Regions from separate parts of the Hordeum vulgare genome. Here regions 1 and 3 are each linked to region 2. The links are chromatin contacts, called in public Hi-C maps. All regions are on one chromosome and are shown on one strand. The core of a region is the stretch at or near the end of the contact, and the rest is flanking DNA. Distances in the headings are between cores, read along the strand shown.

What was found. Hi-C and Micro-C count contacts between places; a contact is called where the count stands out from the background.
Region 1: a Hi-C map of seedling shows a contact between it and region 2, with 3 times the contacts expected there. The contact joins the promoter of LOC123445107 here to the promoter of LOC123445104 in region 2. A contact is called at or near these places in 3 of 6 Hi-C or Micro-C datasets (leaf and seedling).
Region 3: a contact with region 2 is called in a Hi-C map of leaf, with 5 times the contacts expected there. The contact joins the promoter of LOC123445105 here to the promoter of LOC123445104 in region 2. A contact is called at or near these places in 4 of 6 Hi-C or Micro-C datasets (leaf and an unstated tissue) and 1 of 1 datasets of contacts at active chromatin or transcription factors (embryo).

What each region holds. Positions count from the first base shown.
Region 1 is chr3H:563,162,267-563,166,352 of MorexV3_pseudomolecules_assembly, reverse strand. LOC123445107 (abhydrolase domain-containing protein C22H12.03) reads left to right here and starts at 1,650. Exons shown (of 13, transcript XM_045122038.1): 1 at 1,650-1,848; 2 at 2,823-2,969; 3 at 3,053-3,079; 4 at 3,194-3,284; 5 at 3,425-3,468; 6 at 3,559-3,657. The coding sequence starts at 1,720.
Region 2 is chr3H:562,978,010-562,981,672 of MorexV3_pseudomolecules_assembly, reverse strand. It overlaps LOC123445104 (KH domain-containing protein At1g09660/At1g09670-like), which reads left to right and starts at 1,380. Exons shown (of 7, transcript XM_045122036.1): 1 at 1,380-1,966; 2 at 2,462-2,547; 3 at 3,312-3,457. The coding sequence starts at 1,842.
Region 3 is chr3H:563,137,826-563,141,900 of MorexV3_pseudomolecules_assembly, reverse strand. It overlaps LOC123445105, which reads right to left and starts at 2,070. Exons shown (of 3, transcript XM_045122037.1): 1 at 1,713-2,070; 2 at 860-1,011; 3 at 1-8. The coding sequence starts at 1,938. It overlaps TRNAI-UAU (a tRNA gene), which reads right to left and starts at 3,973; the gene lies at 3,900-3,973.

The sequences.
Region 1 (4,086 bases), core at 401-2,900, 180 kb before region 2:
TTTACACAACTATTCCAAATAAAAATGTGTCTATGAAAATACGTCTATCTCAAAGGAAGAATAGAGGGCCGCATTGTGGTCTAGCTCCGCTCTAGCCCGGACAATATCCCTAACTTGTATAGATAGGATCTTTTTGGCTCTTGAATAATACAAATCCCTTTTACCCCGCAAAAAAACCAGCCTGTCTATCTAAAAATGGCGAATACATTTTTGAGGGTCCATTTAATACAAAAGATTCCTGGTATACACACAAATTCTTTCAAGTTCCAACGCCGTCTTACAACCGAAGCTACCTACTTCGCTTTTTTTATAGTGTGTATATATATACATATAGCTACAGGAATATTGGAAAAACCATGGGTTTAGTTTTTGAGAAATGATTAGTATCCACTTTCGGATTGCTCCCAAAGTCCACTACATTCATCTTCTATCACGTGTCCATGTAGTCTTATGTCTCCATCATGCTCTGTACAAGACCATCTAAGATAGCTGCGGAGCTTTGACTCGCACGGACGTCTTTTATGAGAACACCTCTATAATTTTGTGCAACAATAACTCAGTTGTAGAACAGTTCAGCAACAACAGCTTTGTTGTAGAATAATTCTGCAATAAAATCGTTGTTGTAAAAATATTTATACTTCTGTAATAAATATGCAAAAGACTTTTGTCGCGAAAATTTTCTACGACAAGACCTGTGTTGAAAGAAAAAAATTGTAACAAAACCTTTGTTAAAAAAACTACGGCTTAACCTATATTGTAAAAAATTCCACAACTTGACATGTGTTACAAAAAGTTTCTACAATATTACTCGTGTATGTTTGTGAAACACGGGGAGTGTTGCACTGATAATGTAATGGTGCGATATGCTCGAAGTAATTTTAGGGAACACCACCGGGGGTTTTGTGAACCAAGAGGAAACTCCAACATGCGATGGAACCCATTCCCCGGCGTTCGGAGCTGAGAACGATGGTCGCGCCTATTCTCAAAGCAGGGCCCCTCGATGAGCTCGATTTGCGTCAGATCCAACCATCTGACGCGCGATATGGTGCGTCATAGTGTTGTAGAAACTTCAGTTTAGGTCCTGCACGCCGGCGGCGGGTGATTTTGCAGTTGGTTGACGGTGGCGCCGCACGGGGCACAACTCTGTCGGGGTCGAGGAAAGAGTGTCTTGTTTCTGTATAGTCTGTAACAGAGCGGACATGTAGGACACGAACACTAGATCGAACGACTATCAGCTCTTGCATCCAACAGCCGTCGAGGGGACGGATAATATCTACACCTCGACCGGAGGACGCGTAGCAGCGCCCTTAGTTTTTTCGGTTTTTTTTTTTCAGAGAAGAAGCAGCAGTTCATCCTTTTTCTTTTAGACAATCCAGCGGTTCAACTTGGAAAGAAGCCGGTGACAGGTGCTAGGCCTAGCATGGCCCGTGACGGCCTGCTGAACAGAATCTATACAAGTAACCGGCCCATGTTCCTCAAACCACACACACTGCCCTTGCGTCCCACCAGTCAGCGGGGGAAGGGACAGCCACGTGTCGTGCTACCCCACACGCCAGCCTCTCTCCCGCTCCTTGGGTTCTCCGCCTCTAGCTTTTTCTTCGCCCTCGCCGAATAAACAAAAACGATTAATTCGTTTGTTGTGGTGACGCGGCAAGCCCACGGACACACCAACAATTCGCCCCCTCGGTGCTCCCACCCCCACTACTCGCCGGTGATCTGATGGCGGCGGCCGGCGCACCGCCGCCGCGCGCCCTCTCCGCGGAGCTGAGGAGGGCTCCACTCGCACCGGTCCTCGCGCCGCCGCGGCAGGGGGCCAGGGCTCGCGCGTCGGGCCTCCGCCCCCGCCAGGTACTGTTCTCCAGCTGGTTTCGGTGATCGATTCGTCCTCAATTAGGTTACTCGGAGCAGTTCGTAGTCCCAGGGGCTGGTGCGCCGTGGAGCTACGGGTACTCGCACTGTCGCCTCTCGTTGGCTGACTGGAGCTAGATGCGAGATTTTGGTGCAATTTTGAGGGCGTGAGGATACACGGCGGCAGTGGCGATGGACGCAATGTAGATGCGATCAGGGCGACTGAAGGAATGCGTTTCTGCCTCAAGTGATAGATGCCACATTTCTTACCGTGTGACATATCAATATCTACGGTTTACTTCATAGTAGTGTTTGTGATTGTTCATTTGGTCACTAAACTCGTGCCATCGCGAGCCAGAGGCACTGTGTTTAAAATTGCTTGTGTTGGTCTAACTCTTTTTATGGAACTCGCTATTTTTATTCTCCGAGAAAACTCCATAGCCATCTCGACGAGTTGATGATGGCCCTTACTGATATGATTTTGAGAGTATATAATAGATCTGAGCCGTTGATCTCATTAATCAGTGGTCTGATTAACTCTTACCTTCTTACCTCACATGTAAAAATAAGGGGTAAGAGGGAGCATGTTAAAATTTGCCTATGATTTTTGTGTAATTTTAATTGTTCATGGCCTATTTAGTGTAGGAGTGAGTAATGTTGCTTGGTAGCTGTGATTCGTACCCAGGTCGTACCGTCACCATGGCATGCTTAGTGACCAAACAATATATACGGTGAAGTAGTGAACTGCTAATTCAACTTGTAAAAGCAACTAATATTCACAATATGGAACCTGCATGGCCTGTTAATTTGTGCAGCAGCTGCTAATTTAACTATCAATTTCTTGCATTTTCACAGGCGTTCTGAAATTCGAATCTCTGTTATACAATTTCAATGTTCTGGTTAGATAATGGTTAATTTCTTAACTACACCAACGTTCCGAACTTTAGTCATGATATTATGTTTTGTATTGTTAGGAAACTGTTGGTAGTCGTGGCCAGTTGATATCGACCATGTCTAGTTCAAGGTCATTGTCGTGTTCTCCTTGTCGGTGTGCTCAGGTGGCTTTGGCTGAAGCAAAGATTTCTTATCAGCCTGATGCCGAGAAGCATGCTGGAGTTCTGGTAAGGAAGCTTGAAGCTTGGAAATTGTGTGATGAATGGTTCTCGCCTAATGCTGATTAATTATTTCTGTTCTCTCCCTACAGGCCTATGAACTGGTTCAAGGGAACCTTGTAAGTGTTGCATTCACATCAGTGATTTATCACTGGTTTCAAATTGTGTTATTCAATAGTTCGTTGCTTGAAATGTTCTGACGCAATGTAAATTATTCATAATCATTACCTCAGGTACAATGGAACTCATTTATGGACAAATCAATACCTGATCCACCAACAGCTGTACTCCTTCATGGCATCCTTGGGAGCGGGAAAAACTGGGGTAAATGAGCATTCTGATTGTCTGAGTTGCGATATCGGTTCAAGTTTGCCAATGAGTGAAATGCTTTGACACGTTTTAAAGAAGTTTGCTCGGTAAAGGGTATGAGGTTACATATTTAATTAATTATATTTGTCATGAAGGGTCGTTTGCAAAGAGGTTAGCTCAGGAATTTCCAATGTGGCAGGTCAGTATATCTAAAATTCTGCTAATGATCTTAATAATTTCACACTACGGCACCAAAAATGAAAACTGAATCTGATTTCTCTTCATGCAGTTTCTTTTGGTTGATTTGCGTTGCCACGGTGACTCGGCATCAATTAAGAAAAGAGGACCACACACTGTTGCTTCAACTGCTTTTGACGTTCTAAAGCTGGTTTGTATTTTGTTCTCACTGCTAATTTCTATTTTATCTTCTAATATCCACACTAAATGTGTTTGGTACACCCAATATAATTATAGATGAAATGTGTAGCTTTTTTGGAAGAATATCGTAAAAGACTACATATATTTCTGACTAATATCTGCCTATATGTTTGTTGTACATCTAGCCTTATACATTGTGAGGTAGGCACCATTTCATGTGCTTAGCAATTTATCAGCATACCTGGCTTTTGATGCCATAGTATATATGTTAACTTACTTATGGACATTACTTATGACTAGTGAAGCTCTAAGAGTCATGGTCACATCACATGTGAAACATATGATATAGAATACAGATTAATCTCTGCTGATTTGGAGTAATTGCCATGAAGTGCATGAAGCTGTTGCAAGCACTGCACCTGCTTTAAAATTTTGAAAT
Region 2 (3,663 bases), core at 131-2,630:
AAAAACATTAGACCATCAAACAAAGTAAGAAAAAAAGAACCAACATATGTCCCGACGGTATAATTTAATTACCGCGTTATGTGGTTCATGATCACGGTGGATGAAATTGTGATATCCAACATGTATATGCTTCTGAAAAACGTTGTATGCTCTAATTTGTACGCATTTATTACAAACGACATTACTAGCAAATTACTGAATGACTACACTAACGGTAATATTTTTGCGCGCGAATACATCAATGGTAATCATGGTATTTGTATTTAAAAGTTCGCGTCACATTCATCTATCTCATAACGACTAGTTGTGTTATAGTACTCATCTTATGCTTTTTTTTTCTAACAAGTTTTAGTGTCTCCCTAGCATGATTATAAAGCCTTTCCAGAAATTTCAAAAAATATATCATCCGCCATTGAGAAAAAGAGGAACATGCCCAACGTATGTTCAGGTGGGTTTAATTTGGTGGATTTAATCTAATTACTCAGTAGCACGCCGGCAATGATCACATTCGATGAAATTGTGATATTCAGCACACATATGCTTTCAAGAAAAAACGTTGTATGCTCCAACTCGTGTACATTGATTACAAATGATACGAGCAAATTAGTGAGCATCTACATTAACGGCAATATTTTTTGCGCGCCAAAGTACTTCAATGGTAATCATGTATTCACTTTTAAATGTTCGCGCCATATTCGTCCATTCCATAAGGACTCATGGCGTTCCCTTTTTAATAAAATACTTCGTGCCATATTCATTTAGAAAAGTACGAATTTATATTTCACATATATCATGTACATTTCCCCTTCAAACTAGTAAATTAGTGAGTGTCATTAACGGCAACATTTTTTGCGCGTGAAAATACATCAATGGTAATCATGGTATTTGTATTTAAAAGTTCGCGCCATATTCATTTATATGACAAAAACTTGTCGCATCTTTTTTCATTGAAAAGTCCGTACCATATTCATCTGTCCCGTAACGATTCGCGGCATTTTTTTTATTAGAAAAGTTTGTGCCATATTCATCTATCCCATAAGGCCATAACAACTCATGTCACTCCTTTTTTTCTGAAAAGTTCACGCCATATTCATTTTGAAAAGTACCCGATGAATTCATATTTTTATATATCTCATGTACATTTTCCCTTCAAACCAGTTATCTTGGGTGCGATATGCGAAAAAAAGTTATCTTGGGTGCACCTAGCACAACAATAAACCCTCTCCAAATTCCAACCGAAGATAAAGAGAAAGAAACCCAATACCGTTGAAGGAGGAAAATTTACAGGGGTGGAAACCCCGGAAGGCGTCGATCAATCATCTGCGATTTCCAGCGACAAATACGGCAGGGGGAGAGAATCCAAAGCCCTCCTTTGGGTTTGTCTCTTCCCCTCTCCCCTCCCCTCCCCTCCCCTCCCCTTCTCCCACCCACCCCTGCTCTCCCCCCTCTGCGGGTGTGCTGTGGAGGGAAGGGAGGAGGAGCAAGAACCACGAGCTGCTGCTGCTGCTGCTGCCGCCGCTGCTGCCAACGCTGCACAGCCTGGGCTCGCCGATCATTGATTGCGCATCTATTACCTTCCTCTTCTGCGCTACACAAAATCCCATCTATCCCTTATATATACTTCCTCCCGGTCCTTGCCAATCCCTCCTCCTCCCTTCTAGATTCCGGGGCCTCAGGATTGCCCCTCCCTGCCGTAGCTTTGCTAAGTAGTTGTTTCTTCTTCTTGGGTTCCGTTTCTTGATTGCTTCGGGTCTCCGGTTTTTTTGGTCCTCGGTTTCTTGGTCCTCCTCTCTCCCCCAAAATCTTGTAGAGTTTGTTCATTTTGCCGTTGGGAGGGAGCCATGGACGACAACAGGATTCCGCCGCCGTCTCACCTGCAGCAGTACTCTCAGTCCCCTGTCCATTCTTCGCCTCACCACCACCACCTCAATTCCATGAGGTACTCTGCCTCGTCCGAGAGAGAAAGGTGGGGCTCCTGCTTTGCTATCCTAGTTCTTGTTTTTCTCCGGTCGAGTTTTTCGTTTTTCGTTTTTTTGATCCAGCCGCTTCGGAATCTTCCGGGAAGCACGAGATTTGATGCGGCCGGCGGAGATTCCTGCCTGGTTCCGGCCTTCTTCGAGTGCTGAGATTGTGACGGAGGAGTGATCTGTGGAGATAGGGATTTAGATGATTGCTCCTCGCTGATAGATTTAAATTTTTTCTGTTGGCCTGTTGATGTAAAATTCGTCTGTAATAAGGTGGTCATCTGTTGATAGACGTGTGTACAATTTTACGTCTTGCTGGATCTTGTTGTATAAATCTAATCAAAGTTCTAGTATTTTACAGCGTTTTGGTTTGCCTTCTGGTTGTTTTAGATGCTTCAAATCATGATTGTGCTTTCTGTCATATCGTATTAATCTCCCATCTGAACAACAGAGTTGGAGTGACCTGTGTTATCCTAATGTGCTTGTTCCTTTGGTAGGTATCTGGCTGAGTTGCTTGCTGAGAGGCAGAAGTTAGCCCCATTCGTGCAAGTTCTTCCCTACTGTACCAGGCTCTTGAACCAAGGTTTATTTCTTTCAGGCATTACTGTGATTCTTCCTGTTTATATGGTCTTTAGCAATGTGCATACTATGTGTTTTTCATGATAAACTGGATATGACTTAGACTGTTGTATTTCCGTTGAGCAATTAATGGAAAGGGGTGTGAGCCTGGTTGGAAAAAAAATGTGTTGTTCATGATGCAGTCAGCCATTCAGTCACTATCACTCATAGCTCTGTTTAGTTTAATCTGTTTTACCCTAAATCTGTTAGGTGATGAACTGTTAGTAATGGTTATGAGTTGTTATGACAATTTGATGACCTGATATATCTTTGTGGATGTATGATGCTCTTCCTGTCCAAAAATATTGGTAATGTTATCATTTATTAGTCCATCGGGCAAGTTAAACCAGATCTTCTGTTAATACATTTCTCATATACCCTAATATACTGGTAACCTGTTCAGTTCGTGGCCATAAATAACTTTGCCCTCGTAACTCTGTCTCGTAATTGGCTTCACACTTTGGAATTTGATGCTTTTTATACCGACAACAAATATCTATTTAAGAATGGTCACCATGCAGCTTATTCCTATTCTTTAATTGTGAAAGTCTCTAATTGTTATCTAGTTGTTGCTATAATTCAAGGTATTGGACTTATTTGTAAATATAACGCCTACTGCGCCTTTCTCAATTTAGTGCAGGACAATGGTATTACTGTCATCGTTGTACTATCGTATAACAAAAAACATTTCACTCACTGCCTCATCGTTACCATATTTGTTTAATGCAGAGATTTTGCGGGCATCTTCTTTGTCACCTAACCATAATCTTGTTGATGCTGAGAGAATCGATCATGGTAGCCCATTAAGGTTACCTGGCCACCCAGTGAATGGTCAACCAATGGATCTGGAGGGATGGTCAGGAAGGCAAGCAGAGGTAATGCAGATTCAAGCAATCGCCGATTACCGTTGAGATTTAATTTCTATGTTGTAAATGCATTTATAGGATTTCTACCCTGTTAAATGAAAGGATTTTGTATGGATTGCGGATATTTTATGCATACCATGTAGTCAATTTTAACCTTGCACTAGTTTTTTCGAATGTAATGTGCCACAGTACCAGTATACTATGATTGAAAATGC
Region 3 (4,075 bases), core at 821-3,320, 160 kb before region 2:
GCTTGCTCCTGGTTTTAAGACATGATGAAGAATTAATTAGGAAAAATATTATAGGGAAGCTTACAAGAGATTGAATCAGCTAAATCAGCACTAAGTAGCAGGCAGGGACAGGACAGTTTTGGTATTGTTTGTATAGTTAGGACAAAACGGAAGAATTTCAGGACAAGCAAAAAGGTAAATAAGGCAATGCTTCTGTATTAGAAATAGCACACCGAATATCTTGTTGCACTGCATAGAAATGCTCTAGCCTTTGGTGTTTAAAGGTGAAGAAATTAGACTCCTCTATTATACTGCCAGGAAGTTTAACAGGAATGGAGTTACAGAAGATTCGGAGAAACATGGACGGACTTACTGGAGTAGGTCATAGTTGAGAGCATAATCTCAAAGTCCTCCAGAAAAAAAGGAAAAACCAAGAAAAAATTCAACTAGGATCAGAAGTTGACTCTAGAATACTTCGAACAAAATGTGTGATATGGACAATCCAATACACTTAGCTCTTCTCAAGTTTCCAAGCTCTCGTGGGGCTCTTCTGAAGTACGGAGTATGATGTTGGGTGAACACACAGGCTAACTGAACCTACACAAGTGCATTCTCTCTATATGATGCCAACTAATTGATATAATGAAGAACAAATATATTTCCAGCGATTCAGTCAAGGCTATGCTAGTTAAGCCACTACTAAATAATTACGTAAAAGGATCATACATAATATCTAGCATGAGTGGAATTTATAAAGCTAGATCATGTACTACTTTTCAAATACCGCGTTCATACAAGATAATGGAGAAATGTTTTCTGAAATAAATAAATAATGGAGAGCGACAGTTGGAATAAACTAGTCCAAAAGGATTGGACTTACCGACTTTGGAATCACAAAGCTTGCTCTCACATCTCGCCAATATGACAGGTTGCTAGGTACATACATCGTGTCACTGGATTTCAGTTCGCCATGACTTTGGCTTACTGCATCGGCATCATCATCTCCAATGGGAGTAGATGCATCACCTTTTCCTGCATTGACAAATCATCAATTCTATGCATCCTTTAGATAGTTTATTATCAATCCAGTCTAGCTCTTTACATAAACACTGTAATATTGTACGTGCTTGATACCCACAACTGAATAAACATCAAGCCTACCTTACTATGCTGATTCAACTATTCACATCTAAACAAAAGCACCGTGGTTGGGTGGGAAAATAAGATCATCTGACAACCATAAGTCCACTATTTCTGCATCCAAACCACTCCAGCAAACAAGCTACTATGAGGTTTTAGTCACAGACTGCACCGGAAGCAATTCAATACCCAAACAGAGCAATAGACCCCAAGGATCCATTTTCCTATATGCAACCTACACAATAGCTTGTCCACCATCGCAGCAAGAAGCTCGCCGTAAGAGTTTCACCATTCTATTTCTACCACCGATTTCAGTGTTTCACGGGTTACTAACACCGACCCCTGACGCCAAGACGACACGCTCCTAACTCGGCAACCGTTTCATGGCCCGGCCGTAACGATCACGGAAAGGGGGCACCAGAATCGCGCAAAGAGTAGCCCCGCCATAGCAGCACCACGTCGACCCGCATGGAATCGACAGAAAGGTTTGTCCACCTCCAGGCTCCGCACAAAATCCGCGCGGAGATCCCCCCACCTTTTCGCTACTAGAATCAAACGAACAGAGCACAGGATCTCGTGGTAGAGGGGTTTACCGGAAGAGGAGGGCCTGCTCTTGGGGTCGTCCCCGTCGCGGCCGTGCCTGCTCTTCTTCCCCGACGCGCTCACCGCCAGCCCGGGCCACCGCCTCCCGCTCCTCGGCCCGAGGCCGATCTCCCCGGCGGGGCGGGGCGCCCAGGTCGCCGGCGGGGAGCGCCGCGGCCTCGGCGCGAGGAAGGAGGGCCCGGCGGCGGCCTTCAAGCCGAGGGCCCGCATGTCCATGGTCGCGGGCGGGGGCGGGGGGCGGGTGGGTGGCTCGGCCTCGGGGTCGGACGTCGGAGCGGAAATATTTAGATCGCGAGAAAGAGAGCGGTCGAGTCGAGGGCGGAGCTTAACTGGGGGGCTCGCAGGTGGGTCCCTGGTGACAGCGAGGGTGGTTGCTCGTCTTCGGTGGCGCCTCGGCTGCGTACGTGTCGTGGTGACAGGGACGGCCGGACGCGGACGGGGTCGGGGAGGGTTGGGGTGGTTGCTCGGTTAAACGTTTCTCTCTCATTTGTTGCGGGACTGGGCTGGACAGGACGATAAATGTATGGATACTGAAATACTGGAGTACGGAAAACGTGGCTCTCGCTTCTATCAATAAGCAGGTGGTTCAACGGAAATTGGATGCAGCGGACTATAGTAAGTGTCTCTTCGGAAGTCCACCAGCTCTGGAAAAATACAAGAATCTGCCAAGCTTCAGTTTCTCAGCTCCGTTATCTGCAACTACAGCTCCACTCGCTTTGGGAGCGCAGAGCCTCTGGACAAACCCTAAGTAAAATGTTTTACGAGTTTCTCGCTGCAACGATGGGAATAGGAGGCATCACGGCAGCTGTGTGAGGTTGGTTGTAACAGGAAGTTTCATAGTATATGATACTACATCCGTAGTGCATAATATCATACAGTGGACTTGTTTGGATCCATGAGTTAGAGTTAGAGTTGGTTAGACTGGACCAAACCAACTCTAAAACATCCAAACAGGAAGGTTAGAGTTGGTTAGATGCATCTAATCCATTCAAAAGAACTAACTCATCCAAAATATGCTTATTTAGGTTAGAGTTATGTGGGGTCCATAAAAAGTTACTTTTTCCTCTATCTCCACCACACAAAATACTGGATAAAGGAGTCAAATGATTGAAAAATGCATTTATTGACAATCTAACCCTTCCATCCAAACACCTCTTTGGTTAGAGTTAGTTCAGAGTTAGTCTAGAGTTAGAATCTAACTCTAACCTTTAACCGAGTTAGAGTATCCAAACAGGGCCAGTGACGAAAACAAGCCTAAGGCAAAATGGGGCTATATAGCTCTAGGCCTAGTGACAAATAGTCTTTGTAATATCATCTTCTAGAGTATAAAAAATCTTTAAAGTACATCACTCAAGCTAATTGAGCCCCATGCTAATTTTGCTAGTGATATCATATGTTACTAGTATTATAAGTAGTTAATTTATTACCATGCATGACACAAAACAACATATCATTTAATATGATACGGTATCATAATATCTTAACTCTACTTTCTTCATTTAATTCTATGACACCTCATTAAAGTTGTCTAGTTGACATGCATGATACTTTTTTTAAAAATATAAATCTTTTAAAAGATTTTACTAGGTGTCTACATACGAAGCAAAATGAATGAATCTACATTCTAAAATATGTCTGTATACATTCATATGTACTCCCTCCGTTCCTAAATATAAGTCTTTTAAGCGATTTCACTAAGGATCTACATACGAAGCAAAATGATTGAATCTATACTCTAAAGTATGTCTATATACATCCGTATGTAGTCCACTAATGAAATCTCTACAAAGACTTATATTTAGGAACGGAGGGAGTAGTACATTAATAAAACCTTTTAAAAAAATTTATATTTGAAAACGGAGAAAATAATATCTATAGGCGGAGACAAGCTCGGCGTAGAGTGAAACTAGGGATGAGACCGACCTTGGGCGTCAGCACTCCTTTGCCGCCACCGCCGAACGTTCCTGTTCGGTTGTACGCATCCACGGAGAAGAAAAGAGCGGCACATGATGGCGGAGTGGAGTGGTATGGAGTGGAGCAGGGCGGTCATCGATTTTTGAGAGCATCTTTGCCCAGGGGACATAAAAAATGGGGAGTAAAAGGCAAGGACGAATCGTGTCGCTTGTATAGAAACGAAGAAAAAGGAAAAAGTTCTATGTAGATGGGAAAAAAAAAGGTGCTCCCGGCGGGGCTCGAACCCGCGACCTTCGGCTCATAAGACCAACGCTCTAACCAACTGAGCTACGGGAGCTCGCGTGAGGAAATAGGAAATCACCTTTATATGTATTCAACCTCTGATTCACTAAACGTTTTCCTGCGGGTGGCTGATGATTTTAAGCCTGCTGGTAATTAC